Linked DNA regions of Mus musculus: all the other regions are linked to region 1. The links are chromatin contacts, called in public promoter capture Hi-C maps. All regions are on one chromosome and are shown on one strand. The core of a region is the stretch at or near the end of the contact, and the rest is flanking DNA. Distances in the headings are between cores, read along the strand shown. Region 1 holds the start of Fkbp2 (FK506 binding protein 2). Region 2 holds the start of Chka (choline kinase alpha). Region 3 holds the start of Fth1 (ferritin heavy polypeptide 1).

Evidence for each region. Promoter capture Hi-C pulls out the DNA fragments that hold promoters and counts their contacts.
Region 2: a contact with region 1 is called in a promoter capture Hi-C map of liver, with 2.7 times the contacts expected there.
Region 3: a contact with region 1 is called in a promoter capture Hi-C map of the HPC-7 cell line. A contact is called at or near these places in 2 of 39 promoter capture datasets (the 3T3-L1 cell line and the HPC-7 cell line) and 1 of 130 datasets of targeted methods (bone marrow-derived dendritic cells).

What each region holds. Positions count from the first base shown.
Region 1 is chr19:6,978,992-6,981,867 of GRCm38.p6, forward strand. It overlaps Fkbp2 (FK506 binding protein 2), which reads right to left and starts at 1,473. Exons shown (of 6, transcript NM_001166368.2): 1 at 1,403-1,473; 2 at 1-150. The coding sequence starts at 146. It overlaps LOC114841036 (Uncharacterized protein LOC114841036), which reads right to left and starts at 1,449. Exons shown (of 6, transcript NM_001370419.1): 1 at 323-1,449; 2 at 1-150. The coding sequence starts at 1,259. The coding sequence ends at 459.
Region 2 is chr19:3,850,340-3,853,215 of GRCm38.p6, forward strand. Chka (choline kinase alpha) reads left to right here and starts at 1,434. Exons shown (of 12, transcript NM_001271496.1): 1 at 1,434-2,074. The coding sequence starts at 1,737. It overlaps Gm51271 (predicted gene, 51271), which reads right to left and starts at 477; the gene lies at 428-477.
Region 3 is chr19:9,981,197-9,984,072 of GRCm38.p6, forward strand. It overlaps Fth1 (ferritin heavy polypeptide 1), which reads left to right and starts at 1,450. Exons shown (of 4, transcript NM_010239.2): 1 at 1,450-1,787. The coding sequence starts at 1,674.

The sequences.
Region 1 (2,876 bases), core at 223-2,722:
ACATCTCCCTTTCTAGACTTGATAGGACAGTGGTCCACACGTTTCTTCACTCCAATCTGCAGCTTCCGTTTGCCTTCGGCCCCCGTGGCTGCTGCCAGGGCACTCAGGCAAATGGACAGTATTGTCAGGATCCAGCTCAGCCTCATGTCTCTGTAGGCAAAGGCCACCCCACCCCCAACCAAAAAACTGGGGGGTGGAGTCATGGGACGTCTTCAGTCTGTATCAGGAGGACGCCAACTCCCCATTATATCTTGCCTGTTTCTGGGGAATCCCACAGTCCTGGGTCACCACCCCCTCCCCTGGGCTCTGTAGCCACACTTACCAGTCCAGTGAGAAGGGGGCTTGACCGAGGACCCCAGCAGCGAGGGGAGGGGGTCAGGGGAGGCCACAGCAGCCAGTGCCCCCTCCCTTTGCTCACTACCTGACCTTCTCTCCCTCCCAGTCCCCATCTCCGTTCTTCAGTTCCCGCTAGCCCCTTTACGCAAAGTCCAAACCCTATCTGATTGCACCGGATTTGTCCCGACTGGACGACCCCACTCCCGCCACACCCAGCTGCCCCCTGTCCAGCACACCCACACATCTGCGGCTGCTGCAGGTGTTCGGCCCCGAGGCACCCACACATCTCCACTAGGTGGCTCTGAGGAGCCCCGGTCCTCCGGGGGCACCCCCCAGTCCGGCCCCGTGCCTCCTCCACCAGGGGCACCTCCCCAACTCTGAGCTCTTGGGGGCCTCCGGGGAACCCAAACTGGCTCAGAGTCAGCAGGGCGCCGAGCTCGCTCCACCCACACCACCTCTCCAGGGGGAGTTCTCGGTCTACCGCGACCCCAGGCGCGGCCACCACGGAGACCGCCCCCGCGTGGACGCCCCCGGCCATAGCTCAAGCTTAGCTCTGCGCAAGGCTCCTTGGCCCCACCCTTTACGGCGTGAAGCTCCGCCCCCTGACCTGCAGCTCCACCCTCCGCAATGTTAGACCTAGTCTCCAGCAGAGGGGCCACGCCACTCACTGACTGAAGTCCCACCTCCAACGACTGGGATCTCACGCCCTCTGTCTCCGAGCCAAAGGCTCCACTTTCCACCTGCTCCAGCTCCTCCTCTAAACCCCAAGCCCCGCCCCCCACGCCTCCTACTCCAGCTATGGGCCACTGGGTTCCGCCCTCAACTCGCACTGGCTCCGTTGTCCCTCCCACCGCTGTTCCGCGCCCCGCCCCGAGCCCCAGGGCTCCGCCCCGTACGGCGTGAGAGCCCGCCCCCTGCGGCATTGCCAGAGGCCGGACCCCAGCCCCAATTCCTTCGTTTGCTGCCCCTGGCTGGCACGCGGACTCCGGCCCGCTTCAGGCCGGCCTGCCCCAGGTTGCCCTCCTGCACCCGGATCCCCCAGCCTGGGCTGTGGCCCCCCGCTCACCTCCTCGCCGCGCCCCCGGAGCCAATCCCGCTCGTGCTGTCACTTCTGCGCAGGCGCGTCTTCGTCGCTACAGGGCGGGACACGCTGCCCGCCCTCATTGGACCGTCCAAAACCCGCTGCTGCATCTATGGGCGGGGCTTCTCATTTGGCCCTGCCTCCTGAGTGACTGCGTGACAACGTCACTTCCGGGGTTCAGATTCCGGGTCTAGTTTGGCAAAAGTTGTGTCCGAGAGACAGAAGGCAGTTCCAGCCAAGGTGACATGGTCAAGCAAGTATGACTGCACGCGCCTGGAGGGGTTCTAGCAGGCACCGTGCTGACTTCCTGACCGGCACGCCTTTGGGTAGTTGTTGTGGGAAGAGGCTAGGGGTTCGGAGCGACAACCCGGATTTGAATCTTAGTTCTTTCATTTCTTGGCTGGCTGCGTGACCTTGACTAAGTTCGTTCTTTTGGTGGTGCGCTCTATGACACCCATACCACATGGCCCTGAGCTATGCGGACCCCTTTCATCTTGTGGTCTACAGTGTCAAGTCTCATCTGTGGGTGAACAAACGTCTCCTGGGCCAGGTCTATCATTCACTGCCCAGGAGACACATTCTCTAACCTAAAGATCCTGAAATTTAGAGGAAGCCAAACCTGAGTTAGGCTATGGAGTCTAGTGATTTCATACCCGTCTTAGGCCGTTTGCCCTGCTAAGACCATTTATTCAGATACCAATGGAAGATAATCATGATGTTGACCCCAAGAGAAGCATACTGCATATCTGATGAAGCTTAGTGGGTTCTGAATGTTTAGCTCTCAAATCCTAACCTTCACTGAGCCAGAGCATGATCACCAATATCACTGCTGAGAAAGTTATTTAAACATGATAAAAAATGGTGTGCTGTCCCATGACTGTAATGTCAACACTCTAGAGGTAGATATAGAGGGATCAGAAATTCAAGGACATTCCAGCTACATGAAGAATTCTGAGTCAGCCTAGGATACAGGAGACATTTTCTTAAAAGAGAAAGTTCAAAAGCAGCATCAGGGCTGAAGATGCAGTAAATCAGTAATATTTGCCAAACATGTATGAAGCCAGGAAGTTTAAGGTCATGCAGGCTATGTGAGACTCTCATGGATGGGTAAGTAATTATGTGATGATCATCATCTTGAGGAATTCTTTAGTTTACCCTACTCCTGCTTTGATACCACCAAGATCATGACCTCAGTGTCAGTCCCTTCATTAGGGCGGCTACTTTCAGTTACTTCTGTCCCTGAATGTTCTGTAGCAGGCCAAAGCCTTGGTGCTTCGCTAGCCTTCCCACACTACCCAGGACAGTGGAGAAGGGTAGACACTGAGCCTGGACCAAGTAGGTTAGGAATCTCAAACAGCAGCTGATGAATCCTGGGATGCCAGGGATTGTAGGTGGAGAAGACTCTGGGTGTGTTTCTTTAAAAAGGCTTTCCAGTCGGGCATTAGTGGCGCATGCCTTT
Region 2 (2,876 bases), core at 184-2,683, 3.1 Mb before region 1:
CTGTTCTAGCAACCAGTGGTATTCCTAGGCCAGGCCTCTTTTTTTTTTTTTTTTTTTCCCCTACTTGTCTGGAGTTCAACTCCAGGCCTAGCTCCACGGGATCGTCCAAAGTCTCTTTTCATTTGCACTCCTTCCCCCGCCCCCCCCCCCCCACTCCCCAGACAGTCTCACTATGGAACTTGGGCTGTCCTGAAACTTACTGTGTAGACTAGGCTGGTCTTCAGCCCATAGAGATCTGGCCTCTGCCTCTGTGCCTCTCAAGTGCTGGGATTAAAAGCATGTGCCATTATGCACAGATTATTTGCACTCTTTTGTTCAGTAAGATCACTTTTGGGGGAGTAAGTCCAGATAAGTACCTACCTACTCTTTTTGAAGAGTTTTTGGCTTCCAGCAGACTGTGAAAACCCACAAAGAAGCCATTTTCTGCATGCTGGGGTATAGCTAGAAAGAAATCTCTCTTTCTAGCTATACCCCACAACACAGACCTGTAGTTTTATATTCTTTGTAGCCTCAATTACTTCCTGGAAGGACTGAATGATGAGACCAAAGAATGAGGCAATGTGTGGGCATACAGCATAGGGGCCTTGGCCCCCTTCCATGCCCTAGGGCAAAGGTACATTAGTCATGGTCACGCGACTGGACAGCCCGGAAGAGGGGGGGGGCAGATGACAGCATCCACAAAGCCAGGAATCGCGAACCAAGCACCTTTGGCCGGCAATTCTGGAGGCCGTTGAGGCCAGTCTGTTAGGAAGATGTCCTGAGAATCTAGCTGACATCCTCAGCACCACGGACAGGGAAACTGAGGCTGCAGGCACGTAGAGGGGGAGGCTTCTCTCTGAGCGGAGAGCGCAGCCAGCTGGCAAGTGGGTGTGTGGCCTTGACCCAATCTCTTTTTGATATTAGACCTGCAGATGGATAACGCCTCCGGCCAGGAGTTGTATTGGGCATGGAAGCATCTCGAACAGGGCCTCGGAAATGTTGTAAAAACACACCCACAGAGCTCCTTTGGGAGCTGCCTTGCCCTAAGGTCACGCGGAAAGAGCAGCCAGCCTCCAGACACCATTTTCCTGCAAAGTCCCCGGGGCCTTTCAAATCATCACTTTCAGACCTGGGGGCGTCTAAGGAAAGTTTCCCTTTCAACATCCACTCTAGGGTCTGCCAAAGCTGCAGAAGCCTCGCCTCTCCTGCCCTAAGAGGCTCGAGTCCGCAAAGGCGCCACCTTGTGAGTGCAGGCAATTGAGATAGCCTTTACAGGACCCTCGCGACCCCTAGACAAGGCCCCGCCCCCGGTGCGCCGACCCCTCCCTCATCGTGGACTCACCGCCTGAGCCTAGGAGGGGCTGTGCCGCAGCCAATGGGAAAGCGGCGTGGCGAGGGTGGCGGCGGTTGTGATGCGCCAAAGCGTCCAATCAGCGGCGAGCGCGGGGGCGGGCGGTGACGCTGGGCTCTCCGCGTGCAGCGCTGTAAAGGAGCGAGCGCCGCGGCCCCCTATAGCAGTCGCCTGCCGTCAGCCTCCCGCGCTCGTCTCTCGTTACTGCTGCCTGACGTCCATTGCTGCCTCTCCCCGCCGTCGCCGACGTCGCCTCCCCGCGCGCTCCCACAACCGCCGCCCGGCCGGTCAGTGAAGCCGGCGAGCCATTCCCCGCGCCGGCCCCCAGAGGCGGGCATCCAGCCGGACCCTGAGTGTGGCCCTCTCGTGCTGTGGCCGCCCGCGCCTTCTCGGCCGCTTGTCCAGCATGAAAACCAAGTTCTGCACCGGGGGCGAGGCCGAGCCGTCGCCTCTCGGGCTGCTGCTGAGCTGCGGTGGCAACGCTGCCCCGACGCCCGGCGTAGGGCAGCAGCGGGACGCCGCAGGCGAGCTGGAGTCCAAGCAGCTTGGTGGCCGAACCCAACCTCTCGCGCTGCCGCCGCCGCCGCCGCCGCCCCTGCCGCTGCCCCCGCCGCCATCACCGCCGCTAGCGGACGAACAACCCGAGCCCCGGACCAGGCGCAGGGCCTACCTGTGGTGTAAGGAATTCCTGCCCGGAGCCTGGCGAGGCCTTCGCGAGGACCAGTTCCACATCAGTGTCATCAGGTCAGTGGCTGCGGCACCGCGCGGTGGTGGTGGGGGCGGTGGGGGGTGAGGCTGGAGGGCGGGGCGGGGCGGCGGCTTGGGTAGAGGTGATCGCCGCGCCGGTGTCCGGAGCACAAACCCCGCAGCGCGGAAGGCCGCCTGCGGGCGAGCTTTGAGAAAATGTGTGCTGGGTTGCCGTCCCTTGCGGAAGAACAATACTATGTAGTTATACAAGCACATTCTGTACCAAAGCTCAAAATAGATGTGTCTAGGAAGCCGTTTCTCTGCGAGGGCCTTGAATGAAAAAAGGGATGTTGTTCCCAGCACTCGGGAAGCAGAAGCAGGCGGATTTCTGAGTTCGAGGCCAGCCTGGTCTACAAAGTGAGTTCCAAAACAGCCAGCTCTACAGAGAGAAACCCTGTCTCGAAAAACGAAAAAAAAAAAAAAAAAAAAAGGAAAGAAAAGAAAAGAAAGAAAAGAAAAAGGGATGTTGTGGCTGGGCTTTAGAAAAAGAGGGAGGAGCCGGGCGTGGTGGCGCAAGCCTTTAATCCCAGCACTCCGCAGGCAGAGGCAGGCGGATTTCTGAGTTCAAGGCCAGCCTGGTCTACAGAGTGAGTTCCAGGACAGCCAGGGCTACACAGAGAAACCCTGTCTCGAAAAAACAAACAAACAAAAAAAAAAAAAAAAAAAAAAAGAAAAGAAAAAGAAAAAGAGGGAGGAAAAATCCCCGGGGAACTTTTCCTTGTAGTACTTCTAGTCTGTAGTTTGATCACAACCCCCTCCCGCTCCAGAAATTCACCTTTGGCACTCAGTGAGCAGAAGC
Region 3 (2,876 bases), core at 200-2,699, 3.0 Mb after region 1:
TTCCTTGAACAAGGGAAGCATTCCCATGCCTGCCCATTTGCTATTCCCTCTACTTAGAACTCCTTTCCCCACCTCCCTCCTCCACTTTCCAAAGGGAATTTGTTCATCAACTTTAGCTCAGCATCAGTCTCCTAGGGCCATCGTCCTGAAGTCTGACTCCAGGATATTTATCCAGAAGCATCCTGCAGCTAGATTACCACTGAAATCTTTCCTGAAAAGAACATATATAACGTGTAGTTTTAAAAGACTAAGTACTAGTAATGTATTTCAGTAGACGTACCTTAAAAGGGGGGAAGAGGGTTATAATCCCAGCTCTCTGACGAACCAGCCTGGCTTACACAGAGAGTCCCTGGCCAGTCTGGGTTACTGATCCAGTAACTTTGTCAATCTTGCTTCAAAACAATAACAACAAAATCGAAGTCCAACTTCCAGTTTTGAGAATATGAACAGCATCTGCTGGTTCTCCACCTGTGTTAAAGACTAGACAAGGCTGAGCACAAGTGGATGTGGATGGCAGGGCCTAGCAAGACGCAGTGGCTAATCTCTAGTTCTGCTTGCTATCCAAGAATTCGCACCCATTTTGAAGCTGGGCCACAGCTACAAGATAGACACAGTTGGCTTGTCCCTCTGCAGTTTCCTGCACCTGTCACCTGCCATTCTGCAAGCATCAACTTCACTCCAAGGACAAACCCAAAGGTTACTGAGAAAGATAAAGGAGACCATTTTGAAACAGACACACGTAGGTCACTTCTTTACTTTTCTAATCCAGAGACGTCTCTTAATTTCAAGCATCACCAGGGGCTTTCTCAGAAACCTAAATGGTTTGGCCCCAGGATTGCCCTATAGACAGACGGCTGTTGTCCTGCTCTAAGGAGAAATGCGCCTTCTTAGCCTTTGTTTTTTCAACTGTTCTCAGAGCCATGTTTGCCTTAGCAAAAAGCCGGGGTTGCTTGAGTCAGAAGAACAGGGTAGACCCTAACCTCCTCGCCAATAGTTCCCCTACTCCTCCTCTGAGCTTCTCTCCACAGATTCTGAAGGAGGGAAAGCCGCTCTTTCCCAGTCCAACTTATATGTCGTTCGCCATTTACAGCGCCACGCTTCCATTTTCCTATTTGTAAGACGAAGTCGCTGTCTGGTGTATGTCACGACTAACAACACGCACTTTGCCTAGAGTTTAGGGATATCCTGTGAGAATTGAAAATCATCCTCATCGGTACCCTCTGTGCCCATCTGGGACCCAGATGCCTCTGCAGTACGGCTAGATCCAACTACGCCCGCCCCGGGCCACAGAAACAGCGCGCTTGTTGCCAGGCACCGCTCTTGCAGAAGCTCAGAGCCCCTTGCGTCGCCTCACACTCACACAGGCTCCTCCCCGCCCGCGCCCTGCGGGTTTGGGCAACACGCCCACAGGAAGAGGCGGGGCGGCGCGGCCCGCTGCGCTGATTGGCCAGCGCTCGCCTGACGCAGGATCCCGCTATAAGTGCGGCCCGCTGTCCCCTCCTGCGCCAGACGTTCTCGCCCAGAGTCGCCGCGGTTTCCTGCTTCAACAGTGCTTGAACGGAACCCGGTGCTCGACCCCTCCGACCCCCGCCGGCCGCTTCGAGCCTGAGCCCTTTGCAACTTCGTCGTTCCGCCGCTCCAGCGTCGCCACCGCGCCTCGCCCCGCCGCCACCATGACCACCGCGTCTCCCTCGCAAGTGCGCCAGAACTACCACCAGGACGCGGAGGCTGCCATCAACCGCCAGATCAACCTGGAGTTGTATGCCTCCTACGTCTATCTGTCTATGGTGAGTGCGGCCTCCTCAGGGCCACTTGGGGAGCCGGCGGAGGGTGGGTCGGGGCGTGGCCTGCTGCGGGCTTCCCCGCCTTCCAGCGCCCTTCTGGAAAATGGAGTTTGTTCGGGGTTCTTTCCTAAGGCAGGCAGCCCTGCCGTGGCAAGTCTGAGCACATAGCACCTTGTGGCTCCTGCATAGATCAGGCATGTCATTACACCACTTTTTTTTGAAGCCTTAGGGCAGTACGACTGTCAGCCTGGCCAATCAACCCTGCAGTTAGGTGCATTTTCTGCACGCTCGTCCCCTCCGATCACGTGGCCTACAAGCTTCTCTGTTTGGTTATGCATCCTGCTCCAGTTCCTCCTGGAGTATGGCGGGTCTGCTTGGTCATGGTGTCGAGTGGCAGCCTTGGGGCCTGGTGTAAAGAGGCTTATCTCTTGTGAGCTTACTCTTGTCCCCTTCAAAGCAGCCGCCTCCACCTCTCTGCTTATCACAGAGCCTCACTTGCATTGAAACTTATCGCTAGGAATCTCCCCTTCTGTAGTTATCAGTGTCACCCCGACCTTGCATTTACAAGGCATCATGTTACTGTATTTTTCTTATTTTGCATGAGTGTGGCTTACTAACAAGTGGTAGGTACATACTTGTTGGGAAAAGCCTGCTATCAATTGCTGGACAAGGAAGTTTTCCATGTAATAGTTTCTGAAAAACAGGTTTGGGGAAGGCCTGGACTTTGAAACAGGTCCAACTTCTGTGGCTGTCATTCCTGGAATATGAATACACTGAGTGCTTAAAACTGAAAATCAAAGCTTCTCCTAATATATTTGTGCTAAAATGCAATGCCCTCAATTGTTAACAGGGCATGATGCATTAATTTTATAAATCAGTGGTTGTTTGTAGAGCTGGAAGCCTTGTGACCTTGTGTTAGCTACTTTTTACATGATTGGTGAAGGAGGAGAAAAATGGCCTCCCAATGCAGGATACTCTAGCACCCTACCTCTTAGACAAGTAGATTTGGGCTTGGCTTAAATTTTTTTCTCTGCACTAATACCGAGCCGTAGAACACTTGATAAAGCCAAGTCCCAAGGTTTGCCTTCCCAT